Linked DNA regions of Rattus norvegicus: region 1 is linked to region 2. Evidence: chromatin contacts called from public Hi-C data. All regions are on one chromosome and are shown on one strand. Each heading gives the region's core, a stretch centred on a gene start, on an enhancer-like site or on the middle of the called end of the contact. The rest is flanking DNA. Distances are from core to core; before and after follow the strand shown. Region 1 has its middle 140 kb from the start of Trnaa-agc37. Region 2 has its middle 380 kb from the start of Trnaa-agc37.

Region 1 (6,606 bases), core at 1,689-4,188, 240 kb before region 2:
ATACTATTAACCTGGACAGAGAGATACTGATTTTACTAATCTTTTTCAACAGTCAGCTTTTGTTTTTTTTGTGTGGATTATTCCTATCTATCTGTTACTTTTGACTTCCTTTATTTGTGATCCATTTTTTATTGTCTATTTTGTTTTAGTTTGAACCTAATTTTCTCTCTTTTATTTTAGTGCTCAACTTACAGTAAATATTTATTATCTATAACAAACTAATCTTTAAAATAAAAGGATCCATGGTTATCATGTTACTTGGTACAACAAGGGATAAAAATGTCAAGAATTTCCAGTATTTGCAAGGCAAGTCTAGTTTCCTGAAATTTTATTTATATGAGAAAGTACTAATTTCTTCACTTAAAAGATTGGATTTCAGAAGGAACAGAGTTCTAGGTAGGTGTCAGTTGTTGATTTCTCTCAATACTTTTCTTCACTCTAGCCTTTCTTGAGGCTTGTTTCCTTGGAATGAATTGGGTACAATTTTTAGCTGTGGTCTTCTAGAGGAAGGTATTATTGCCTCCCCTAGGTTTTTTTTTTTCTTTGCAAGATTTGCTAGTGTATGGATTTATGGAGTTTGAATTTCATAAGCCTCTGGGTAGTCTCCCCCAACCCCACATATTCTATGAATTGCTGTTTTCTGAGCTTCTTTGATATATCCTGTGTGTCTGAGATCAATTGGAAGGAATTCTAAATTCTTATTCATTATTTTTTCTTCAAATTTTTGTGTTTTTATTTTTTTCTCTTTAAAATCTATTGATCACCACAAAATCCCAGGAAGTATAACTAAAGAGAACACGAATGTTCAAGAATCCAGAGCTACGGACAAGACGAGGCACTGGAAGGGCTAGGGGTTGGGAAGTAATTCCCATGGGCATGACTTCAGTCATGGGAGACACACAGGGAGGTGAGGCAGCAGCTAGGCGGTTATGTTAACCACCAAATGATGACAGCGATGACAGTGCAAAGAAGATTGGCTTCCTTTAGAGTTTGGTTCTCATCAGCCAACTTTTTGTTAGGGAGGTCGTGATAAGGACAAAACTGGTGGCAGCCATAGCTGGCCGGGCATACATGATGAAGAGTCCATTGTCGCTGATCCTGTGACTGTGGTTGAATTTCTGCACCAGCCTCCCACCATCTACAAGCCAGATTTGAATGTCCATGGTGGATTCTGCCTCATTGATTAATATGGACAAGTTAGCTTTGGTTTCATTTTCTGCTTGCTGGTTTGGAGAGCTGGTGTTTAATACTAAGGGGTGGGTGAGGGGAGGGCGTGCTGTCCACTTTCTGGCCCTCACCGGTGAAGGCTTTGAAGGCTCCCTTGGGCTTCACGAAGTCCTCATCTCTATGATCCTCCATATCCAAAGCCACTTGCCCAGTGTAAACTAACCTCCAAAGCTCTACAGAAACTTCCGCTCTACGGATAGACTCCAGGAACTGAGCATTGGCTGGGTCTCGGCCGCTTCTAAGGTTGTCATTATCTAAACTGAATCTAGTTTTCCAGGGCTTTAGCACTACATGAACATCCTGGCCTGAATCCTTTCTCCTGCCACATAGGCAGACCTTTCCTCTGGTGCTGCTCCAAGGCGGTAGCCCCCTTCTGCAAACGGTCTCAGTTTACTGGTCTCTCCAGGGCTCTTGGTCACTCATTCCACAGCTACGGTCCCATGCTCTTTGGTACCCTTAAACAGATCATCCACCAGCTTGTTGGGACTTTTCTTCCTAGGGAGGTCAACAATTTGCTGTCTACTTCTTTCTGAGCCCTCAGCATAAAACCTCTGTCCCTCCTCCTCCTCCCCCCCCTCTTCCTCCTACCCCCCTCCTCCTCCTCCTCCACCTCCCCCTCCTCCTCTTCCTCCTCTTCCTCTTCACCTTGGTCATGATCGAGGTCTCTGAAGGATGTTACTCTATTATCACTAGGAGCTGTGCCTCTAGACATTAAACTTGGGTTTGCCTGTGAAATGGTCACAATGTCTTCAGCCCCTGCATCCTCATAAAAGCTTGCAAGTACAATCTGCAGGTCCCAGCCAGCTGACTCCAGGAAGAAGACAGGCCTGTCCTCCTCAGTGCCCATCAACTCCACGAACTCCCTCAACACGACCTGCCGCTCTGCAGCCATGTTCACCCCCCTCTGGAGGACACTCTTGTTCATTATTGTTCTGACGACTTATTCTCTCTCTCCTTCTGTAACTTCTTTTTGTGCACTGCTTAAAACAATTGCATGTTTTTTGTGTATTATTTCTGTCGTTTTCAGAATTCCTTTGCTTTTAAATTTTAGAAATGTCCACTTGAAATTTGGAGGAATGGTATAGTTTATTTATTCAGTATTTGGTAGCATTCAGCAGTAAGCCCGATTTCCAAAATCCCAAAATAGCCTCAATTCATAGATTGTCCTCAGCCAAGACTAGTGCACTCATAAACAAGTGCCTTGGGCACTTAATTTTTGCTGTGATAATAGCATAGGATGTTCCAGAGAGGAATTGTTTAGAGATTTAAGCAGGAAGATTTACAAATTAAGTTATATTATTATGTCTAGTACTTGCCCTATGTTAACCTTGTGTAGCTGGAGTGGGGAGAGTCAGAGATAAATAAATTTGGTCATGAGTTAATAGATGGATATTGGTGACCCAATGTATGGAAATGTATTAAATTCACTGATTTTAAAAAAAATTTTGGAAATTTTCGTGATAAAAATTGAGAAGAGGCCCAGTGGGAGGGGGGACTCAGATTTTGAGGTGATTTGTAAGCTTTGTCAAGTGGCTCAAGTGTCTTCCTGTTTAGTGTCCTGCTCAGGAGCTGTGCCTTCTGCAAGGGCCTGCCTGAGTTAGCTCATTCCAATTGTCTGAAATTAGCTGTCTGTGGCTGCCACATAGCCCAGGGCCAGTCCCTGGTGTGTTGTTAATCAACTGCTAAACTGCCACAAAGTCCAGAGGTCACTGATCCCTCCTCACTCCTCGCAGTGCTATTGATTCCTGGAGTTGCTCCATGCTCGCTTGACCTCTCTAAATGCCCTGTGGCCTGTGCTTCCTGCCTCTCAAGATGTGTTGGCCTGCACCTCTTCTACCTTTGCTGCAGGGACTAGAATGTGGCGCCTGATAAGACACCAGAGCCACAGCAAGGTTCAAGGTTGGCACTTTTTACACAGGGCTTCCTTGCCCCTCTCTATGTAGTGCTTAGACTGATGCCTGGAATTCTTCAGAGCAATTGTTTTGGGGCTGTCGCTCTGAAGCCTCAGAGATGACCTTTCTACAGGCTGCATTATTTATGTCAGTCCTAAAGCTTCTCAAGGGAAGTGTGTTCTGGCCCCTGACAAAGATGACTGCCTCCTAACTGTCCTCAAAACATTTCCCTCCACTTCTCTCCAGTGAAATAATTTGATGAAGTTTGCTTTTTATTTCAGTTTCTTGAGAAGGTTTCATGTTTGAGGGACCAGAAAGAAGCACCTCTTTGGGGATTTACTGTATCTATTTTAAATAGGTTGAAAAATATGCCCTACAGATAGCGAGTATAATTTTCAAAGAAAAGTTCGTGAAGACTTGGGGGCAATGAATTACAGTCTTTACCAAGATATAAAGTTAGACAGATTGCATCAAGGAACTGGCACTTGTGGGGAGAGTTGTTGAGAGTCTGGCTATGGCAAGGCTGATGTGGGTCCACACAGTCTGTGGATTTTACAGTTAATTTGCATTTAATTAATGGATACTAAGCTGCACATAGAAGGTAGAGTGTGATGTTCTGGTCCATGTGAACTTTAGACAGGTTAAATGGAGCTAGCAAATGGTCTCTCATCTCACATACTTATTGTTTTATTTTTGGTAAGGGCATGTGACATCACTCTAAAGTAGATTCCTATTAGACACAACATACCCTGTACAGCTATATCCATGAGTAATACAGTTGGTCTCAACTGTACGACTGGGGCTTCATATCCATGGTCAATGCCTCCTCACTGGCACTTCTGAGCCTTCTGCTACACCTTGTCACAGGAGCCTTGTTAGTAACTATGTGGAAAGGCTTGTCTCCTAAGGTATACTATCAGAGGCAGTTGAGCCTCGAAGAATTGGAGGGCATTCTAAGAAGCTTAGGGACTGAGGATGTCCTGCAAAATGGATTGCGGAATTTCAGCTCTTGCCCTCTTTGTTCCTGCCTCACAAGTAGCTTTGCTCTACCACAAACTCTTTTCTTCAAATATGCATGTGCCCTCATTGCCAAAGAATTGGGGCAGAGACATGTGGGTTGCTGAGTTCTAGGCCAGCCTGATCTACATAGCCAGTTCAGACACATTCCGATATTATTCTCTCTGTCTCTGTCTCTGTCTCTGTCTTTCTCTCTCTCTCTCTCTCTCTCTCTCTCTCTCTCTCTCTCTCTCACACACACACACACACACACACACACACACACACACACAGAGACAGAGAGAGAGAGACAGGGAGAGAGAGAGACAGACAGAGAGAGAGAGAGAGAGAGAGAGAGAGAGAGAGAGAGGTAAACTTATTCTCAAACATATAAAACTTATTCTCAAACATATAAGTTCCCCAGAAATTCTTGGTTAAATCATTCTTTTTTGTGAAATCATAAGATTTTTGAGTTCTTTGTCATCTGGGTGCTAGAGCTGAGTCTGATTTGATTAACCAAGTGGCCCAGGCTATATATTGTAGGCCAGGCTATGCACTGTAGCTCTCAGCAGGAACCCAGCTCAGGTCAGACTCAGGCCCCCCACAAAGTGGCAATAACAGTAATGATGGCAATTAGAAGACAAACATAACTGGCTTCACATACACGGAAAGGTACACAAACAACCATCTCCTCTTCTCCCTGTCCCCCCATAAGCATAGCAACTTCTGGGAAAATTAAAATTTGTTTCTATCTTGTTCACTATATACGGACATCTGTAACACATATGCATGAATTTACATTCTTTACCCATAAAATACACAACACACACATACACAAATAACAAACTCTGGCACATATGAACATACATACACACATGCACAAAAACACAGATACACATATATATACCTGAACAAACACAGATATCTATCTCCCTGCAAAAACATATAGCAGCATATACTTATCATATACATAAATACACAAATATATGTGAATAGATGTGTGGAGAAACAAATGTATGTAAATTTATACACACAAAGAAACATACATAGACACATGTAGACAGAAATGAACATGCACAGACACACATGTACACACACACACACACACACATATAACCCCCTATGCCTGCTAGCTATCACATAACAGTAACAAGGAGGTTTCATCTTCCCTGGAAGCAGGAAGTCAAGTGTCCATCACTGCCCTCTCAAGGGAGGAATATCCCTGTGGGACAGAGACCAGGCATTAGAGATAGTTCCTGAAGATGTGGACCAGCAACTGCTGTATGAGACAGATCTCTCAGAAGTCCACAGAAATACCCAGTCCTTTTCCATAGATAATGCATGGCTAATTTATGTTCCTTCAATGTTTTCAACAACAACAAAAGAGGTCTGTTAGGTATATTATAGCACTGACTTTCTCCTTCAGTGGAACTGAAGTAAGTTGTGTGCACTGTGCCCATCCTGCTGCCTGAAAAGGCAGTTCTCTTCTGCAGGGAACGCCAGAAGTGGGTCACCTTGCCACTGAACAATTGGAAGGAAGTTTCTTTTTGCTGCCACCTGCCTCCTCTCTCTGCCCATCCTGATTTCCTCTTCGGTTCCTCAGGCTCTATCCTGTGTCCGATTCCCCAGGGCCTCATTGCTGTCAGTTAATAATACCTTTCAATGCAGTTATTCTCAGACTTTTTGCATTTTAATAGGACCCCCAGGGATTAAAATGCCCCAGAACCAAAAGAATGAATCTCTAATGGTGAAATTCTAGGTACCAGTGACAGGTATTGTGGGAGATTTTATGAGGAGGGTTCTCTCAGAAGAAAAACACCAGGACAGCCTTCAGCTCTGTTGCCTCAGTATGAGAGGCTCATCCTCAACTCAGGAATGTGAATTAATCAGCATTGAAATACGAAAAAACTTAAGCTCTGCCGATTCCAATTTCATGTCTTTATCAGCTTTTCACTCGGTCGCTCTGTGGAAATATTGGTGGTGTTTTCTAGCTGGGAAAATTTTGTCCTATCTTCTGAATGCCTGCTGTGACAGAGACTGTGTGGGGTTGGAAATACTTGATATTTGGAGGTCAGGTCTTAATCTGTTCGGAGGGGATACAGGAGAATGGCTGGATGGGGTTGATACACTGAGCTGTTATTTCCAGACACATTTTGTGCATGGACAAAAAAAATGGAGCAAGAAGGCAGCCTATTCTTCTCACCATTGTTCACCTTGAAGGGTGTCAGATTCCTGCTCCATATCTGGAACTCTCTGTAGCACTTTTTTTTTCTCCCCTGGCTAAGTAAACAGCAGAGCTTCATCCATTATTCAGCTATCAGAAGCTTGTCAGGATTTTCTGGCCATGGAACTTGGGAGTTCTTACATTTCCTTAAAACTGTGGAAAAAATGTATTTGCCAAAAGCCTGGAAAGGGAAATAAAGAAAGATATCAACTCCTACAATATGATTAATCCTGTGTGCCTCTCACCCCAGAGGGCTAACTCAAGTCT
Region 2 (6,946 bases), core at 2,348-4,847:
TTCGTGCTTTTAGAACAGGTAATTAGGCTCTGGACATCTTCCAGAGCTAAATGGATCAGATTTGATAGAGGGAGACCCCCGGAACAACTAGACTGAAGAGAATAAAAAAAAGAGAAAACAGAAAAAAATTTCATCCTAACTAGTCTGTACATCCTACACTGACTGATACAATCCATACAGATATCTTGATGATACTAAAATTTTGTTTTGAGATTTATGTGTTACCGAATGTACAGCTTTGGTGAGTCTCACTGTCTGACATGCTAAACTGACCTGCTTGGACTCCAGATCTCATGCACTTTCAACCGGATCTAGTCAACACAGACATCAGAGACTACAATAATCATTAGTATGGATTTCTTAAGGCCTAACTAAATCCCTCATTTTCTCTATCTCCCCCTTCAAGTTTCTCAACACCGCGATTCAGCCTGAAGAAGTTATCAAGAGTTGACCCAATATCCTATACTTGGGGCTAAAGGTGGTTACTCTAAGGTTGTCTTTCTGGGGAATTTAGAAATGGTCATAACTTAGCAGGGAGAAGTTAGCTAGAATTGATTGCAAGCCATAATCTTATTTAGTACAAATCCTTATAACTGATACTAAGTTAAAGTTGTAATTTCTTACCTTGGTACAGAATTTGATACAAATATAAGGTTTTTATTGGTATGAATTTCTTATGAGATAAAATTGGGATTGATAATGTTACTCTCATATAGGCATTGTGCCTATACAACACATTTAAGAATACAAAGCTTAGACCCAGCCCTACAACTGCTACTATAAACTGATCTGAGATGATTACGAATATGAGTTAAGGGCCAGATAGCAAATTCATGGCTCAAAGTTTACTGTTAGGGTGTTTTCAAGATCATTTATTAGAAATAGCTAAGAGTACTTAACAAACAACATTCCAGAGTACCTTACTTGGATAGATGTTTTAAAAAATGTTACAAATCCACAAAATGTGACATTTACTGTTATTTATTCTTTTGTTGTTGAGACACATCTGCTCCTTGCAGCAACTCTTTTGTGGATTCAAAGACAAAATTGAATATCTCTACCTCCAGGTGAGTTAATACATTATGGCTAGGTAGCCACTGGGCAGAAATTGCCTATTTCATATACAGGCAAAATACTGTCCAGAAAAGGACACACTATACAAAATAGTTGGCTGATAATCTCTACCAAGTCAGAATAATCAGTCCTTCATAATTCTGTGTTCCAAAGGTCTTTCAGGTGATCCTGGGCCAGAAGGCTGAGGACTGATATTGCTATGTGTGGCTAACAGGGGATTGTGTAGGTAGTCAGTTGTCTCTACAACTTACTTGTCTCTGTTCTGGAAGCTGTGCTAGACTTTCTATATTTTTAGACAGTATTCTTCCTTCTCAGATTTCTGACAGGATTGAAGACTAATTATATACTCTCATAGCCGACACACACTATTTAATATTGAGAAAACATACTTAATTGGATAGTTTTCAGACAGTATACAAGCTAACCAAGACATCACTATAGATTTTAAGCCTTTCTTAAGATAAATAACAGAGTATTCTATTTAATTGACAAAAATGAAGGACTGGGTGTGAGGTATAGCTTATACTTTCTAAATTACAGAATGGTAATCCTTGTGCTCAGCTTACATGTGAGAGAAAAGTTCTCTTTTAAAATTAGACAGAAAGGGTGAAATGTGTATTGATGTCTATATGCAGGTGAGAGTAGACACGAGATAAGGTAAGGCCTGTGATTGGGCAGTGAAAAAGAAAGGCGGGGGCAGAGTTTTTGAAAAACAGGAGAGAGAAGGGAAGGAGAATAAAAAAGATGGAGGAGAAGGACCCACCCCCATGTGACTGTAATTAGCCACAGGGAGCTCTGGATATCTTAAGGGGTGGATGATTACAGGACTATTTGTCTTATTTAGGTGGGCGGTTTCTATCAATGTCAATTGGCTCTGAGTTTATCGTGTGGATGTTTTGTGGGGTGAGAATTTACTGATATACATCAGATTGATAAATTACAAGCCTCTAGAGTTTTGATTTTACCAGGTTGCTGGGAATGTGAACAGAGTCCGCAGCGAGAGAGCCCCGAGATAGGTGGTCTCTATATGGGACTGGCGTGGCAGCGGCCCGCCATGGGAAGTAGATGAATGTCTGCTGATGGGGCTAGCCATGGAGGCAGAGAGACCGCAGGGGACAGAGAGTAGCAGGAGGTAGTGTGGCATGGTGCCTGGTTCTCTGCATTATTCACCACAAAAATCCACAGACAAGAAAATGTCAGAATGTGTGAGGTAAAAAATCTGATGGGACTGCAAAGAAACAGAAAAATCCCAGAACTTTTCACAGCTGGGCCTCCTTGTCACAGCTGGTTCTACAGGAACAGAGACTAAAGTGCTATCCAGCAGCCCCTCCTTTCTCAGCCATCCCCTGACTGTATCTTTAAGTCTCAAAAGGACTTTGGACAAACTCCATGAGAAAGTTTAGATCATGGAGAAAGAAACTACCTCTCCCAAGTGGGAAACCATTTCTTTAAAGAACTGTAAGAGTGCATTTGAGCATCCTCGGAATTACAGCAGCTCATCCAGTATGTGCCTCTCTGAAATGCAATAATAGTGGCTTCTTTCTCCTCTGTGGGTGTATCAGGCCACAGACATTATGAATAGGAACAACACAAAGTCCATAAGTCTTGAAGAAAAGTGTTCTTACTCTCTGAGTAAGAGAAAGACTCACAGGGAAAATAGGGAAGAGAAATGAGGACATGGGTAAATAAATGTTATGAAACTTGTTGGGGGAAAAAACAAAGCTGGTTAATTTTTAATAAAGGCAAGCTGGATAAATAATGTTAGCCAAGAGGGTTAGCGGGAGGTGGGTGGATTTTTGTAAATATAAAAGGAAAAAATATGTACTCTGAAGGAATGCGAGCACTGCTTAGCAATTTAGAGAGCTTTCATCTTCAAAGAGCCTTACATGTTGACTAATTAATCCTTCCAACACCCTTGTGACGTAGACATGACAAACAAGGACAGAAGCCAGTCTAAAATGACTAATCTTCCAAACTCACTGGCTGAGGGAAGAATTGTGAAAGTGTGCCCATCACTGATGAGGAAGAACACATGTAAAAAACGACAGGAATTTAAAAGATGTCCCTTCTGTGTGCATTGGCACATTCTGGTTTCTTATAGCAGAGAAGTGTGTGCAGGCTTTCAAATAATTTACAAAGCTATGGATCCAATCGTATCGCTGTAAGGGAAGAGTCTGTCTCTGTTTGAGCTCAGTTAATGCTACACTAATGTGAACTACTCAAACAACCCGTGCTTGAACTCTGGCTGTTAACAAAGGCACAGAGTTGCTTTTTCATGATGTTTAAGCATTGACTGTCCACAGAAAGCACAGACTGTGACATTTCAGTAGGATAAAAGGAATAACACTTGTTGGGGGTTTATGCTAATTCTGCATCACATGACTTGTATATTCTTTTAGTCATTCAATCACCCAGGCAAGTATGCAAGATCCAATTAAATGAGTGGTCCTAGTCAGCAGGCACGGATTTCGGAAACTTCACACTGAGACTAGGAATGCCATCAACACACCATGAACTTCTTCAACCCCACCCCATGTTCTCTGCCCAGGCAGAGAGCATCTCCTGTTTGCCTGACATAGTGCTGGTGTGTAAAACTAAAGCTATCGAGAAGGCACCTAAAGAGAATCAGCAGGCCTGAGACAGCAGGCCTGTATCCCTTAAACTGAAGGCAGAAACAGTTTCCACACCCTTTCTGGTGGATAAAGAAAAGAAAAAACAAAGCCCATACGTGAGCTCCCAGGTTGGTGCCTCTAACAGCCTTGTGCCAACTCTAACCAAAGCAGCCTGTTTAATCCACCAAAATAATTTACTGCAGGTTAACAGAGGTTTTCTTGTAGGAAATGGATCTTAAGATACCTATTCTATACAATTCCTGAACTACAAATGTGGATAATGCTGTAGGGAAGCATCTACCAATGAATTGCTACATTGAAAGATAAAAACAGATGGCTGAGAGATTAGAGATATGGCCCAGCAGTGAACAATATTCAATGCTCTTTCAGATAAGCTGAGTTCAATTCCCAGCATCCACGAATGGGCTCACAACCACTGTCACTATAACTCTAACACATTTGATCTCTGTCGATACCTGTTTTCAGGTGCACAGTACCCACATATAGACACAAATACATATGTATAATTAAAATAAAAATAAACTATTTGAAAAAAGGATGGTTGATACATAATTATGAAACTTGCTTACTTTTTAAAAGGATTTTAAAAATTAGCAAATATTAATCTGTAAGTTTCATTCAGTTCCAACCTTTTGATTGAAACAAAACATCAGAAGGAGATTTTATTCTAGCTTCATCTGCTCCATCTGCAAACCTTCCCCACCCAGCCCTTAGTGCAAAAGTTTCTGCCATACTCTGTCTTAATTCTTGGAGATATGTGTGTAGCTGTCTGTTTAAAGACTTCAGTCCCCTTCCTAAGTGTCAGTCTGTGAATCACTGACACGTGCCCATTAGGATCCAATCATGATATTGAAATATCTTCTTCACAACTTGTAGAAGAAACTCTACAAGTAAAGAACTCATGGCCATTTTGCAAGAATAACAGTAAGGCCCGGCTGTTGGCACTCTGAGGTGACAGAAGCCCAGAGATCCCTTTCTGCTTTCATGGGAACAGCCCTTGCCAGGTCAATCAGCTCTTGCTGATGACTGCAGCAAGCTTCTGGGATTACACACTTGCTACTACAGGTGCAAGTCTTCCTCTCTTAACCTCTTGTGCTCAAAGTGAGCACATTTAGCCACACTGCATTGCTTCTAAAATGGAGCAGGACTGAGACTCAATAAAAGATTAGATACTTCCTTATAGGGTTATAGTGTTCCGGAGAAAATGGTGGTCATGAAAAGTGCTGTGGTCAGATTTCCCACCTGGCTCAGCTCTGCATTGGCCCTATCATATTAATTCTATGTAACTTTTTGTCTTTCCATTCTCTTTCTTACTTTTCCCCAATTCCCCCACAATACCATTCATTCTGCCATTCAGCTGACAACCCCTTGTTGAGCGTTGCTGCTGTTGGCATCACAGTGACTCTGTAGACATAATAGGAAGCCCCAGACCACTGACTTCCTGGCACCTGCAGGTGTCAGTAACCAGGGAGGCTGAGCCCAGAGCATCTCAACTTAAAGACATCTGCTTCCAACATCAAGGTATACAACAAGTGCACAGAGGAGGGTGTAACCAGAACCCAGTCGTTGTGCATCTGCAATGCAATCTAAAAATGAAGAAAAGCACAAATCACTGATTTGAACCACGCAATCACATATCTATTATCTTCCAGTTCATCCTGTATTTATCGTCTTTCCTGGCCTCATTTTCTTTCTGCTTGAAGAACAATTGAACCTCTTTTTGTTCTTGCCAGTGAACAACAGATTTCCCCAATGTGGGCACATGTGCAGATAGCTGTGTTCATGTCTCCCTAGGAGTCTTTTTCTCCAGAATGTGGGGCTCTAGTTTTACTTTCTTTATCCTTTAGTGATTCTCAACTACGCTGATTGCTTTTGGAAGCATTTTCTTATGGAGGTGTGAGACAGGGAGGTGCCAGCTTGATGCTGGTATGAAGACTATGTTTTCTTTGAGTGTCTTTTCATTTTTTTGTTTGTTTGTTTGTTCCTGGTCCTTAGCAGATTGTGTTGATCTGACAAATTGTGATCCTGTTTTACCATCATCTTTGTGAGCCTAAAGTTTTCTACAGATCTCTATCTTGACATAATTTTTTGAATCAATTTTGAGAAAACAATTATAACTGCATTTTTTTTCTCTGCTTCATTCCCTCCTCAATTCTGATACTACATAAAGGTAGTTGTATATGTAGCATAAATTCTACACTCATATATGTCATGGAGAGAAGGCCCAACACACATGTAATTAAATGTATAGAAAAGTGGATTGTGAACAGATGATGCACATCTTTTCATTTACATATTTATTTTGTGTGTATGTGTGTCTGTGTAGGTAGAGGTATATACATGTATGTGGAGGGCCGAGGGCAACTCTTGGTATTGTTTCTCAGAAGTTATTCACCTTGTTTTCTGAGACAGGATCTCCCTTTTGCTTAGAGCTTGCTAAGTGGTCCTGGTTGGATGGGCAGCGAGCCCCAGAAATCTGTTTCTGTTCCTTCACCAGGATCATACCTCACATTTTTTTGAATGTATGTCCTAGGTATAAACCCATACTGCTGTACATGTAAAACAAACACTTTGTGTCAACAGGCTTATCTCTCTTGTGCATCTTTTGTTTTATTATTTCTCCTGTCTGTTGATGTCAGTGATGCTGTTGACAGTAGCTTATTTCTCTGACCAGCTCATAGACTTTTCTTTTCCGGTATCAACCTACTGTAAGCACAGGAAAGTCTAAGTTTTAGCCTATTACACTTTAACTCCAGAATTTTTATTTTATTTTTTTATTTTAACAATATAATTTCTATAATTGTGCTTTATTTTGTAATGTGAGTTTTATAAAATCGTGATTCTATTATTTAAATTTATTATAGCTTCAATAATTTGGTTAAATAAGTTGTTTCTAATGTTTCTTCATCTTGGTGTTTTTGTATGATCAGGAACTTGGTATCCAATGACAGACATTGTGTGGGCTATGTATGACATCATGTTTTAGAGGATGAACCCTGGCAGGTACTAGACATAGAGTCATATAGCATAACGTTCATGTGATTGGGAACTGTAGTTCAATGTGAAGTGGAACATTTGTCAAAATGTCTATCTTCGATTGCCTCAGACTTCTAGGGGAAAGACTACTCAGATTCTTGCAGAGATCTGGAGATGATTGCTAGGATCCCTCTCCATAAATGTCCTTGGACTATAATTTCTGACTCTTCAGCATAGGGAGTTTAAATGGTGGAAACATGGTA

What was found. A called contact is a pair of places that touch in the nucleus more often than the background predicts.
Region 1: a contact with region 2 is called in a Hi-C map of liver, with 2.5 times the contacts expected there. The contact joins two enhancer-like sites. A contact is called at or near these places in 3 of 12 Hi-C or Micro-C datasets (kidney and liver).

Annotation. Positions count from the first base shown.
Region 1 is chr17:61,747,708-61,754,313 of GRCr8, reverse strand. It overlaps the pseudogene Nsfl1c-ps1. Among named protein-coding and RNA genes, the nearest start is that of Trnaa-agc37, 140 kb to the left of the region's middle. Within about 2 kb of position 2,938, at least 3 of the 93 cell types and tissues checked have an H3K27ac peak or open chromatin away from gene starts, as enhancers often do. A contact at or near this core is called in liver, where this site is marked.
Region 2 is chr17:61,512,537-61,519,482 of GRCr8, reverse strand. No RefSeq gene overlaps it. Among named protein-coding and RNA genes, the nearest start is that of Trnaa-agc37, 380 kb to the left of the region's middle. Within about 2 kb of position 3,597, at least 1 of the 93 cell types and tissues checked has an H3K27ac peak or open chromatin away from gene starts, as enhancers often do. A contact at or near this core is called in liver, where this site is marked.